Linked DNA regions of Mus musculus: region 1 is linked to region 2. The links are chromatin contacts, called in public HiChIP or PLAC-seq maps. All regions are on one chromosome and are shown on one strand. Each heading gives the region's core, a stretch centred on a gene start, on an enhancer-like site or on the middle of the called end of the contact. The rest is flanking DNA. Distances are from core to core; before and after follow the strand shown.

Evidence for each region. HiChIP or PLAC-seq counts read pairs in DNA pulled down with a chosen protein or histone mark.
Region 1: an HNF4G HiChIP or PLAC-seq map of pancreatic cancer cells shows a contact between it and region 2. The contact joins two enhancer-like sites. A contact is called at or near these places in 3 of 115 datasets of contacts at active chromatin or transcription factors (embryonic basal ganglia, pancreatic cancer cells and trophoblast stem cells).

Annotation. Positions count from the first base shown.
Region 1 is chr11:117,833,255-117,840,119 of GRCm38.p6, reverse strand. Afmid (arylformamidase) reads right to left here. Exons shown (of 11, transcript NM_027827.3): 5 at 5,268-5,353; 6 at 5,102-5,174; 7 at 4,878-4,975; 8 at 4,539-4,617; 9 at 4,313-4,454; 10 at 3,608-3,712; 11 at 212-1,627. The coding sequence ends at 1,595. Among named protein-coding and RNA genes, the nearest start is that of Tk1, 11 kb to the right of the region's middle. Within about 2 kb of position 1,334, at least 43 of the 459 cell types and tissues checked have an H3K27ac peak or open chromatin away from gene starts, as enhancers often do. A contact at or near this core is called in pancreatic cancer cells, where this site is marked.
Region 2 is chr11:117,151,325-117,158,005 of GRCm38.p6, reverse strand. Sec14l1 (SEC14-like lipid binding 1) reads right to left here. Exons shown (of 16, transcript NM_001166506.2): 13 at 4,728-4,862; 14 at 2,535-2,786; 15 at 1,467-1,645; 16 at 1-1,205. The coding sequence ends at 1,100. Among named protein-coding and RNA genes, the nearest start is that of Sec14l1, 39 kb to the right of the region's middle. Within about 2 kb of position 3,750, at least 44 of the 459 cell types and tissues checked have an H3K27ac peak or open chromatin away from gene starts, as enhancers often do. A contact at or near this core is called in pancreatic cancer cells, where this site is marked.

The DNA of each region.
Region 1 (6,865 bases), core at 85-2,584, 680 kb before region 2:
TGGTTTCTTTAAAAATTCCAGTTAATGGGGCTGGAGAGATGGGCTCAGCAGTTAAGAGTACTAACCACTCTTCCAGAGGTCCTGAGTTCAATTCCCAGGAACCACATGGTGGCTCACAGCCATCTGAAATAGGATCCAATTCCCTATTCTGGTGTGTCTGAAGAGTGACAGTATATTCACATACATTAAATAAACAAACAGAAAACCCCAGTTATGTGACTAAGCTTTTGCTTTAATGCCAGGTGTGGGAAATGGGGCTGCTTAAGATTGTCCACATGCAACTACGATTTGTCTCCTGCCCTGGCAGGCAGGGGCGTGAGGCTGCCAGAGGAAGATAGTTGACATTTGGAATTCTGGGGGTTCTTAAGAGGGTTAAAAATGCCAGAGCCCCAAGAGGAGGTGGCTGCTGCGTCCCCTGTGGCTCCTTTGCTATTTGATGACTTGCTGGCTGTTCTTGTCCCAAAGATCTCGATGCCCCTAATCAGCAGGGCATCTAAAGAGATCTATGCCCCCCTTCCCTCCAACCTTCTCAACTCCCTAGTGTTGGGGGGTTGGAAGGGATTGGGGTGGGGAAGAGTGGTAGCTATGAGAACCCAATAAAGTAGGCAAGAAGTATGGCTACAGCCCACACCAGCTGTTTCAGAAGGCCCAGTGGTGTGCTGCAGGAATAGTTATCAGGTCTGGTAGAGCCTGCTACACACAGGTCTTTGTGCGGGTGGCCTCTCTGGGCTGGTGCAGTTCTAAGTAAATCCTTGTTAGTTCATACAGCAGGCACAACATGGACTCTTTTTATCACCATCATCATGTATGTGTGGTGTGTATGCTAAGATACACACACATGGCAGCCAAAAGACAATTTGGGGGAGTTGGTTGTTTCCTTCCATATGGATCCCCAAGGACCAAACACAGGTTGTCAGGCTCAGTGCCAGGCACTCTGATCTGCCAAGCCATCTCTCCAGTCCCTTTTCTTTTTGAGACAGGGTCTAGCTATGTTGTCCAGGATGGTCTTGAAATCACAAGCAATTCTCTTGCTTCAGTGTTGGGATTCAGGTATACACTGGGCCTGTCTCTGTCTCTTCTCTTTTCTTTCTTTTTTCCTTGTTAGTATCAGGTTTCCTTGTTGAAACCCAGGATCGTATGCATGGTGGTCAGGCTTTCTACCAGCGAGCTACGTCCCCCAGTGTTTGGTTGGTCTGTCTGTCTGTCTTCATTTCTTTTCCCCACCCCACCTTCTCTTGCAGTAGGAGATAGGCAGAACTCCAGCACTCAGCTACAGCCTCAGCCCCAGCCAGTCCACACTGATACTGCTAATTGGCACAGAAAGCCAGCCAGAAGTTAATGGCAACTCCCTGTCAGCAGGCAGGGGTGGGGTGGAGGGTGGGGCAGACTTGGCCAGGTGGTGGCTGTGTGCATTTTCCAGTAACAATCTGCAGGCTTTCCCTGGGCCTCCATCTGGGTGGGGTGAAGAATGGCAGGAGAGGAGATTGTGTTCACAGCAGGGAGACTGTACAGGGTGGACAGGCAAGGCAGTGTGAGATGGAGCCTCTTTTCTGAAGGCTCTCTGAGGTGCATACAGAATGGGGACTGGGTGTCCTCACAGCTTCTGGAAGACTGTTTTCAAAATGATCTGCAGGAGGAAGAGAGGACAAGAAAGGCCAGGAATGGATGGCTATCTGAATAAAGAAACAGTTGTAGGTGCTGGCACACACCTTTGCTCCCAACACTTGGGAGGCAGAGGCAGGTGGACCTCAGTTCCAGGCCAGCCTGGTCTACAGAGTGAGACCCTGTTTCAAAATAAATAGACAAACAAGTAAATAAAAAGGTCTAAGCTGGTCCTGTGGGCCAACAGGATCCTGAGGCAGAAGGGCTACAAGTTCAAAACCAAAGTGGGATGGCTCAGTGGATAAAGGTGCTTGCCACCAAGTTGACTGCCTGAGTCTGATCCCAGAATCAAACTGAAGAGAATAACCAAGTCCCGCAAGTGAGCCTCTGACCTCCACCATCCAAACAGAGTAGACAGGAAAGCATAAGGAAGGGGTTAAAAGCCTGCCTGGTCTACTTAGGAAGAGCCTGTCGCTCAACTTAGAAGTATGGACCAGGGCTGGTGAGATGGCTCAGTGGGTAAGAGCACCCGACTGCTCTTCCGAAGGTCCGAGTTCAAATCCCAGCAACCACATGGTGACTCACAACCATCCATAACGAGATCTGACAACCTCTTCTGGAGTGTCTGAAGACAGCTACAGTGTACTTTACATATAATAAATAAATAAATCTTAAAAAAAAAAAGAAAAAAAAAAAAGAAGTACGGACCAAGAGGTGGCTCAGCTGGGGAGACACCAGACATATTCCCAGAACCCACAGAGGTCGGGTGCAGGGGCCCAGATCTGACTCTAGAGCTGGGGTGGAGAGCAGAGATAGGTGGAACCCTGAACTCCCTGGCCAGCAGCAGCCAGCCTGCCAAAAGCAATGAGCTCTGGGTTCCATGAGATGCCCTGTCTAAAAAACGTGTGGGGCTGGAGAGAAGGCTGGAGAGCACCGACTGCTCTTCCAGAGGTCCTGAGTTCAATTCCCAGCAACCTCATGGTGGCCCACAACCATCTGTAATGGGATCTGATGCCCTCTTCTGGTGTGTCTGATTGACATTGTATGTAAAATAAATAAATAAATCTTAAAAAAAAAAAAAAAGGAGTGTCTGAAGCAGATGCCGTATGTCAACCTCTGGCCTCCACATGTACATGCGTACACATGCATACACACACACACACACACACACACACACACACACAGTGTTCAATTCCCAGCACCTCAAAATAAAATCAAGCTAGTCAGGTGCCCTTCCCTACTTCCGAAGTGGGGGAAAAAGAAAAAGATTATCACCTGTCAGATGTGTGGCAACAATTTTCTATTTATCCTTTGCCCCCCTCCCCTCAAATGGATTCTCTGTGTAGTCCTGGCTGTCCTGGAACTCGCTTTGTAGACCAGGCTGGCCTCAAACTCAGAGATCCGCCTGCCTCTGCCTCTCAGGTGCTGGGACTAGAGGCGTGCGCCACCACACACAGCGTCATCCCTTTAAGAGAACTATTTATTTAGTGGATGTTCACACACCGTGACACACGCGTGGAGGTCAGAGGACAACTTGCAAGAGCTGGTTTTCCCCTTCCACCGCCTGGGTCCTAGGGGTCAGCCTCAGCTTCTCAGACACCATAGCAAGTCCCTTTCTTTATCCACTGAGCCATCTTGCCGGCTTCTCTGAACTGTTTATGGTACTCTCTGTGTCAGAGCCGTAACAAGTCTGATACAGTTGTACACACCTCTAACCTCAGCGCCCCAGGAGACTGAGGCAGGAGGATCACTACAAGTTTGTGGGCAGCCTGATCTATATTTTAAGTCCCAGTCCAGCCAGGGTTATACAGTGAGACATTGTCTCAGCAACAACAATAATAAACAATAAACACTCGCCACATGCCCTTCTGTGGAGCCGGCTTTGGCTTTTCCATCTAGGCACTGCCAATCTTTCCCTCTGCTCTTGACGCCCAGGCCACGCCCATGTGTGGGCGTGGGATCCACGCTGTCCATTTAGAAAGACTGTTGTGGGGGTTAGCCCCACCTGGGTGAGCACGTCATCCTCCCGGGTCAGATTCTCTATGATGTCAAAGTGATCCACACCACGCAGCTGCTGGAAAGAGGCCTTCCATCCCACGCGGAGAAGTGTCTGGATAGAAATGAGGGGGCGGGGCATGAGAGTGCGGCTGAAGTGGTGGCTCTCAGTAAAAGGCAGGTTTTTTTGAATGGCTTTGTTGAATGAGGGAATGACCGTCCTGGGGTCCGCTAGACAGAATATGTCTATTTATTACAGTCCTGGGGATTGCACCAGAACTTTGTTTATGCTTACCAAGCCCATTACCATCGAGTTATACCCTAACCTTTCTTTCTTTAATTTTTGTTTTGTTTTGTTTTGTTTTTCGAGACAGGGTTTCTCTGTGTAGCTCTGGCTGTCCTGGAACTCACTTTGTAGACCAGGCTGGCCTTGAACTCAGAAATCCGCCTGCCTCTGCCTCCCCAGTGCTGGGATTAAAGGCGTGCACCACCACGCCCGGCTTCTTTAAATTTTATAACAGGGTCTTACTAAGTTCCTTAGAGCCTTGAGCTCTCTTTAAAGCACACCCTGACCACATGATCCTCTTGCCTCAGCCTCCGGAGTAACTGGGAGTCCACGTGTGCACCAACAGGTCCAGCTCATTTGGGCAGAATAACGAGGGAGAGGAGACCACATGATGCTGAACCCGGGGTCATAGCTGGCTGTTAGCAGTACCTCGTAGAACTCCTTGGACTGCCGGTGGAACTCTGGGGAGTCATGCTGACCCACAAGCACCAGCACAGGGCAGGCTGGAGCCACAGGCTGTGCTGGAACCACATCCAAGTGTCGCTGTGGACTGTTTCTCTGAGCATCTTCCCTGGGATGGGACAGTGGTGGGGTCAGGACAGAGGGGAGACAGGCCTCGGGTGGGTGCCGGAGAAAGGAAGGGGTGATAACTCACAGGGTCATGCGCAGAGGGTCATTCTGGGAGGTGGCTATGAGGGGCTCCAGGTCGTAGATCCCACTCACCAGGAGAAAGCCTATGAAGGTGAGGAGCTCAGGCCAGCAGCCAGGCCTGGTAAGACCAACCTGCCCACCCTCCAGGCCAGAGAGGAAGACCAGGACTGTGGGCAGAGGCAAAGAAGGGTCTCCTCTACTCAAGTTATCAGCCTTTCAACCAGCTGCTCTACCCTCTCACTGCTCCAGAGAGGGTATGAGCTGCCTGGCCAGCTCCTCCCATACCCACAGAAACCTTACAGGTTGGATGCCAGCCTGGGCTACCTGACAAACAATAAGAAACCTTGGAGGTTGGGTGTGACGCCATGCTTGGTCCAGCGGGCCAGGAGCACCATAGCAGCCAGGTGAGCTCCCGCAGAGTGTCCGCAGAGGTAGATTCCCCTGGGTGAGACAGAGACCCGGATTACGGCTAAGGCATTTCCCTAAGGCATCAGAAGTCCCGGTCTGTGTCGGGCTCCACAGACCTAGCCCTCCCTTGCTCCCTGAAAGCATCCGTGAGACACCTACTCATTGCTTGGATAGCGCCTCTGTAGAAACACGACACTGCGGGTCACCTGGTCCACCATCTGGTCCAGTGTGCCTGAACAGAGCAAAATGCTGGGTCAGGATCCACCAGGGGGCTCTATCTACACAAAGCTCTGGCCCGCAGATCTTCAGGGGCCACCCTTATTACCTTTGGGTGCAATGTCATAAGCCACTATCACCACCACGATTCCCTGTGCAGTCAGTGGGTTTACCATGAAGGCCGAGTCATCTTTACTGTGGAAAGACAAAAGTGGGCCGGGGGCTGGAGGGCTGGCCCATGGGTTTAGAGCACTGGCTACTCTTCCAGAGCGCAAAGATTCAACCCTCAGCTCCCATGCGGAAGCTCACGAACATCTGGAACTCCAGTTGTTCTCCTAGCTCTGCAGACACCAGGCAGGCTCGTGGTGCACAAGCAGGAAAATGCCAGCACACATAAAATGATGATAATGTAGCTTACAATACATACTTGGGAAGGAGAGGCAGAAGAGTCAGGAGTCCAAGGCCTTCCTCAGCTACTTAGTGAGTTTGAGGCTAGCCTCAGCTATGAGACCCAGTCTCGAAAAGCCCAAACAACGTAAAATGAAAGATAAAGATGATATGACAACTGTAAACAACTTGACCATGATGTTGCCTCCCTAAGGTCCTGGACAAACATGCCTCAGGGCAGACGCCCCATGCGCACAGGACACTGTGCTGAGGGAAATGAACAGGCTGTCCTCACTGTGGACTTTAATCTCCAGGCTGCTCCCTCCCTTGGGAAACAGAGACAATTATGTCCCTTCTCTTAGCAAGCTGTGAGAGTTAAAGATTAAAAGTGTAGAGAGTTAAATGGAATACAGCAGCTGAATAAGACGAAAAACTAAAAAAATGTGCATGCTGCAGGGGCGGGGTGGATCCGGTGGCAGGCATCTCGGGATGGTCCTCAGAACAGCGGTGTCCTCCAAGACCCCAAACACCCTTCTTCTCAATGCAGGGACACCAACTGCATCTATTTAGTGTGTATGCAGCATGTATGTGTAAACACAAACTTGCTGCTTCATGCATCCCAGCCTGGCCTCAAACTCCCTATTTAGCCGAGGATAACCCTGATCCCTGACCTCCAGCTCCCGAGGGCTGGAATCACAGGTACTCAATATCACGCTGAGTTTTATTCAGTGCCAGGGATGTAACCCAAGGCTTGCTGCAGACCACAGGCCCTACCGCCCTGCTACACCCCACCTTCTTGCTTTGTCTTCTGAGACAAGGCTGGCCTCAAACCTGCAGTAAATCCTCCTGTCTCAGCTTCCCTGCTCTTATTTCCAAAGCACCAAACACTCCATGTCCTCTTTTTTTTTTTTTTTTTTTTTTTTTTTAAAGATTTATTTATTTATTACATGTAAGTACACTGTAGCTGTCTTCAGACACACCAGAAGAGGGCGTCAGATCTCGTTACAGATGGTTGTGAGCCACCATGTGGTTGCTGGGATTTGAACTTTGGACCTTCGGAAGAGCAGTCGGGTGCTCTTATCCACTGAGCCATCTCACCAGCCCAACTCCATGTCCTCTTAGTCCCAAACAAAGCTGGCACAACAAGCACCTTTACCCGCTGAGCCATCTTGTAAATTAGAAACTGACAACCTTGAGGTCCTCTACATGGGACAAGGACATCTACATCTAAAACAATGCCTTTAAAAAAAGATTTACTTCTTTAAAAAGAGGTGGTGGCACACACCTTTAATGCCAGGACTTGGGAGGCAGAGGCAGGCA
Region 2 (6,681 bases), core at 2,501-5,000:
TGCAAGCCATGCACCCCCCTGGAGAGCATTGCTAGAGTTTGCACTGCCACACTTCTAAAGGCAAGTGTGACCTACTGCTTCCAAACACCCTGCTGAGAGCTGAGGACCCTGGGTGCTAGGACTGAGGATCCTGGGTGCTAGGAAGACTGAGGACTCTGGGTGCTGCTGGGAGGACTGAGTACCCTGGGTGCTAAGGGCTGAGAACCCTGGGTTTTGGGAGGACTGAGTACCCTGGGTGCTAAGGGCTGAGAACCCTGGGTTTTGGGAGGACTGAGGACCCTGGGTTCTGAGAGGACTGAGGACCCTGGGTGCTACGGGCACAGAGCCGCCTCCTGCAGAAGGAAAGGCAGCACTCAGCAGAGGGAAAGAATCCTCCCCATCCCCTCCACCAAGTTCACGGACAGAAAAATTTTGCTCTGAAAAATATCAAAAGATTTGAAGAGGAGGAAAGAGAAAGCAATGTTTAATGATGGCGGTGTTGTCAGGATTCACGAGGAGCCCTGGCAGCCCCTCCTGGGCTGCAGTGTCTGCTCGGGATCAGGCTGGCTCTGACCCAGCACTGGGTGCTCCTCAGGCTGCCAAGTCCTTAGCGGAAAGGGACCTCAAGAGCTGTTCTGGATCCACAGGCCACCTCCACTAACAGGGAGCCGAGAGGACTCCGCTGCAGCTTAAGGGCTGCCTGCTGCAGCTTCGGTTCCGTGGAGGAGGAGGTGGCGAGTCTCTGCAGGGTGTCACACAAGTCATTCACTAGTGGACAAGGTGGAGTTTGTTGGTAACATTTTTTGCATCGACAACTGAGACCAGTCAGTCTCTTACTGTAGATAAACTACTTTTCTTTCGAGAGCCCTTGTGCTCTGGTTTGATTTTGTGCACGCTGTATACAAAATCTATGGCTATTGAGTTAAAGTTAGGGGTAGAGTTAAAACTACCTCTCAGGATGGTCTGGGGACCAGGTGACTAGTGACCATCTGCAGATCTAGCTGCTATCTAGAGGGAGGAGTCTGCACATCCAGGGGTGGGCGGAGTCTGCACATCCTGGGGTGGGCGGAGCACAGCAGCCGGGGCGCCCGCCCTCCGCGCAGGCGCAGGCTTCGCGGCACTACCTGGAAATCATGGAGCTGGATTGCGACTGGCTGGAGGAGGTGGTGGCGGCACTGAGCTGTGAGAACCCGCTGTGGCTAGATTCCAGGCTGGTCATGGAGCCTCTGCAGATGTAATCAACAAAGAACCAGGAGTGAGGAGCTGCTCTGAGCCGCCCCAAGCGAGCATCTCTATCTGCTCCCCCCCCCCCCCCCTCCGTCGGCCCTTGTAAAGTTGGGACAGGACATGAGAATCAATGGAGGAATCCGTAGTTTGCCCCTCGGGTGACACTGCACTTAGCAAGTGCTACACTCCCTTTCCTATGGAGAGCTGCAGGCAGTGAACAAGTAGTCCCTGCTGCCAGAGCCTCCCTCTCAGGCACAAACCTGAAATCTTCAGAGCCGATCACTTCTGTGTAGTACATGACTTTGCACTTGTGGGAGGAGACCTGCAGGGAGGCCAGCACGTCGTCCACTCGGGGTAGGTTGGTGGCAGCACATGCTGGCATGGTGTGGAATTTCCACTGTAGGATGTAGAAGCCTGGCCACCTGGTCACATGGGACCCCTGCAACAGTGAACAGCAGCAACTCAGGACATTCCACCAAGGGGAGGGGTGTCCTGAGCCAACAGCCTAATGATGGATGCCCTTCCACCCACTGAGGCAGCCTATGCGATGGTCTGTCAGGTGTTAGGAAGGCAGCATGCACCTTGTCTACCACCCTCAGCAACCTGCAACCTCTAGAGAGTACCAGGCTGAAAGTGCCTGGCCAGGTGGGAGCTGTCAGAAGGGCCTGTCTCTCTGACAGAGACAGCTAGGTCAGGGAACAGCTTCTCTGCCACTCCTGTCACCTTCCTAGCACACAGGGGCAATCTGTTCCAATGACTTCTTCCATTCTGGTTTAATGATTCAGAGGCAGAGCCAGCTTTTACGATGGGAAGACTCCCTTTACACTGCATCACAGACCGCATGCACTGGCAGCTGGCTTCTGAAAACCTCAGCTGGAGGACAGCGGGCAGCCACTGTGTGGTCAGAGGCATTGCAGGAGGAAAAGAAGTAAGTGGGCATTCAGTGCCAGAGGTGAGCCAGCACCAGCATACAGAGAGAGCCACAGGGCCAACAGGAACCCTCGCAGTATAGAGATGTCATGGGTTTTAGCAAGAGCTGACAGTGCCCTCTGCACGTTCCCCTCTTGCTTCTGTCTGTGTGACTTCCCTCTGGAGGCAAAGCCTAGTTCCCTGTCACCTGGCACTTGGGTGCATGTGCACTTCTGGGGAAACCCACACTTTACTAAGGTCTCGTGCCTCTCCTTCCTCTGTGCCCTGGGGCATCCTGAGTCTTTCTGGCACTAGGCAGACCACCTGTGCCATTCTGGTGGCAGAAGCCACATGGGCTAGAGGGCCAGCTACCGCCTTCTCAGGACAGAGTCTGCAGCAGTGCTGGCTGGCAGGCTTACCTGCACGCTCTCTCCTTCTTTGCAGATTAGAGGAGACTCCACCATGCTATAGTCCCGGCCCAGCTGCCAGACTTTGTCTATCAGCTGCACGTTGTTGCCTCCTGGGGAAGTGATGCTGTGAGCCCCTAGCGAGTCCTTCTTGGGTGGCTGGGGAGACCTCTTGGAGTGATAAATGTTAAAGACGATGTCCCCTTTGCACACATCAAAATCCCAGGTGATCACTGAGGAGGCGTCCACAATCTGAATGAGAATCTGGAGAAAGAGATCCGCTCAGCAACCAATCTGAGGCACGGGGCCTGGCAGCGAGCGCTGGGGCAGGAATGGGCTCTCTGGGGGCTCTCTGGCTCAGATGTGTGAGCTGGCAGAGAGTAGGAGAGATCACATGGGCGCGTCTCTTCGCCACAGGTCACTCAGTCATCTAGATGCCCACCTGCCAACGTATCCAGCACTCTATCAAGCAGTGTTCCTGACCGCTAGCAACCGGAGAGCCTCCTTACTTCCCAACAAATCAAAAAAGCATGGACGGGAGACTCAGTGAACTGCCTCAGGCTGGGAGCACCAAGGCGGCAAACTGAAGGGTGGGCAGAGTGCAGAGTGCAGTGCTAGCTGCCACACAAGGTGCTGAGGGGAACGGACGCACACAAGTGGGTGGTGAGATCAGCTGTGACCTGGGGTGACTGCCAGGGATGCAGAGTGTCAATCCCAAACCTGGAATTTATCCTGAATCACCTCAAGTGTCCAAGAGGGACAGAGCAGGCCTGTGAGGAGGGTGTGTGTGTGAGGAGGGGGTGTGTGTGAGGAGGGTGTGTGTGTGAGGAGGGTGTGTGTGAGGAGGGTGTATGTGTAAGGAAGGTGTGTGTGTGAGGAGGGTGTGAGGCCGCACTGCAGGAGTGGCTGTGCAGTCCACTGCCTTGTCTCCCCTAACCCTTCCATGACCTCTGAAGGGCGTAACAGCAGATCCAAGAGCCACAATGGCCCCTCTCAGAGCAGGAGGTGCACTAAAGGATGGATGCAGTACGCTCCCTTCATCAGAGCAGCTCCCCACAGGCAGGCCTGGCCAGGACCTTGGCCCCTGTGCTGACAGACCTGGGACTCCGACATCAGCCTCTAGCCTGGGCAGCACTGCCTCTGCTGGGCACTTTACTTATCCCTCAAGGCAGAATGTCGCTTTCACTGTTCCAACAATGACTCACAGGAAACACGACAAGCCCTGAGCCTTGCAACAAGATAAATCTGACAGCTGCCTAATAAACAGTGAGCCAGGGCCCCTCCACCGCAGCCTACCTAAAGGCCCCTACATAAGGAATGAAGGAGAGTGAGTCTTGGGACAAAGGTCCAAGGTTCCCTGCACTGGACTGGACAATGAGGGAGGGAGGGAGGGAGGGAGGGAGGGAGGGAGGGAGGGAGGGAGGGAGGCAGGCAGGCAGGCAGGCAGGCAGGCAGGCAGGCAGGCACACAGGACCTGTACCTGTCTGTTCTCAGCATAGCCCCAGGCCCACTCTTCAGCCTGCCTCTATGTACCTGCAGCTCTTGGGGGAGACACACCAGTTATGGAAATTGCAGGCAGCTGAACCCGGGTTGCCACTGCAGAAAGTCATCCAGGAGCCAGCCGCACTGACGGACGGACCCATTCTGTCTAAAGCACTGCCTCCCACCAGGAACACTGAGCAACACAGCTGCCCCAGAGCAGAGCAAGGCAAAGGGTGAGCCAGCAATGTCACGCCACATGGACAGGCTAGAGGACGCATCAAACAAGGCCACTGCAGCTGCTGCACCTGCCACCACACCCAGGTCGGCAGAAGGGAAACAAGAGGGCTCAGCTCTCCTCCTTCCACCAGACCAACAAACAGCAGCAAAGACAGAAACACAAATGACCAGACGGGTGGGTGAAACGTGTTCCATAAAGCCATCCAACTAAATGCAGGAACGGGAAACACCCCTCCCCAGCAAGCCACACTCTGGGTCAGGTCCAGGGAACAGCGTCAATGGGCTAATCTGCTTTCAAAATGCTCTGGGCAGACAGGTGTCCTTCCGAGGCAGCGCTACCCTTCGGTGTTGCCACTGACTGACATCAGTACCAACTAAACCTAAAGAACAAAACCAGAAAAAGAAGCCAAGGACCCAGAGGGAAGCCCTGCATGCCAGGTGGTGGTGAGGGTGTCTCTCCCATGGAAGAGGCTGCAAGGTGGGCACCTCATGTGGAGCTCCTTTGAACACGCTGGCAGACTGGTAGATGGTCTCCGTCCAGAGCTTCAGGTCTTCATTTTCCAGCTCCTCTGCAGTCCTGTACAAGGATTTGGGGACCAATCCACCCTCTGGCACGTCACACTAGAAAGGCAAACACGGCCGTGAGAGCTGCGCAAAGGCCAGACCGCCGCTCACCCCATACCCACCTCCTGGAGTAGCTGAGAAGACAGAACACTGGCAACGTTATCAAACAGTCTGCAGTACTTAGCAAAGTATTTGTAAAGCCCACTTAAACACACGTGTTTTCACTCTGAATAAATGAGAACAAGCTGAGGCTGGTTTACCACAGGATTCACACTAATAACCATGAGATACGGAGCTCAATTACTAAGATGATCTACAAGAGAATTAACAGAACTCATCCGGCCCTGCAGGACAGTCAGTCCATTCGCTTTATTCCTTAGCCACAGAAACTACCATCTCTCTGTGGGTGCAGTCCAGCAGCACAGGGCTGCCCAAAATGCACAAGGCTCTCAGTTTTATCAGCACCAGAAAAAAAGAAGGAAGAAATTATAACCAAGATAAAATAAAGCAAACTTCCGATGTAACCCAGGCCTAACGATTAATGAATCAGCTGAAGGTTAACAAGGGACTATTTCTTTTGAATTTACTTGAAAAAGCTACGCTGAATTAGAATTTATTCTTACTATACATTTTCTAATTGACCTAAATAAAACAAACTCACCTTCAGGTGCATAAAATCTAATTACTCCCTAGATTATCAACCCAGAAGCCACTCCACAGAAAGGAAGATTACAGCCCTCAGCCTGTAGCACAGCACCATGTCCCTGCAGTCACTAGAGTCACAAACACTGGCATGGAACAGGCTTGCCACTGAAGCCTGCAATCAGCACTCAGAGTACAGAGACTGTACAGAGGGCTGTGAGTTCAGGGCCAGCCTGGCTACATACTGAGACTGCGTCTGTCTCAAGGAAGACAGACCAACCAACCAACCAACCAACCAATACCAGGCTGGCCGGGAAGTTCCACGAGTGTGGAACAGCCCTGAGAAGGCCTCCTCTTTTTTTTTTTTTTTTTTGGTTTTTCAAGACAGGGTTTCTCTGTGTAGCCCTGGCTGTCCTGGAACTCACTCTGTAGACCAGGCTGGCCTCGAACTCAGAAATCCGCCTACCTCTGCCTCCCGAGTGCTGGGATTAAAGGCGTGCGCCACCACGCCCGGCCAAGAGAAGGCCTCCTCTTGACTCTGAGCCATCAGAACATTGGCAGACACCAACAGAAGACACGAGGAACAGTTGTGAGTCCTTCCTTCCCTGAGTTTTTGTCATAACTGCCTGGGATGCGCGTTTCCCCTTGACAGCAGGCAAGGGTGCCACAGCCCACCTGTGTGCTAACCTTGCTCCTGATCACTTGCTCCCTGTACTGCGATGGCATCTTCAATGTCCTCATTGAAATCAAGCCCACCTCTTCTGATTTCTAAATTCCTCCAGCCACTTGGAAAAAAAAAATCACACTGAAAGCTCATTGCCGAGCCCAGCACACACCCCTCAGAAGACCAACAGTACCATCAACTGCGACTAGACAGCCTGCTAAGGACCTTGACTCCCTGCTGCTTGCACTCCTACTATGTGCTGTGGGCCTCCAGTCCCTGAATCCTCCTGTCAAGCCGCTAGGCACGAGCCTGCATGTCCCAGCATCAGACTCCTGCACCGCAGTACAGGGTCTGCAAGCAGAGAGCGCTGGCTACCTATCCACCACCTCACTTCTTAACCCAAGCCTACAAACAGAGAAGCCCCTCTTTGGCTTTCCAACTTTGAACATTGCGTCTGTTTACTTAAGTCTAGGAGAAATCTGCCTTGGAGACAAGTGTCCTTAAAAATGAAGTGTAGGTCACAGGACTGTGAGGCCCTGCTCTGGACCCCTAGCACCTCTGTAAATGCTG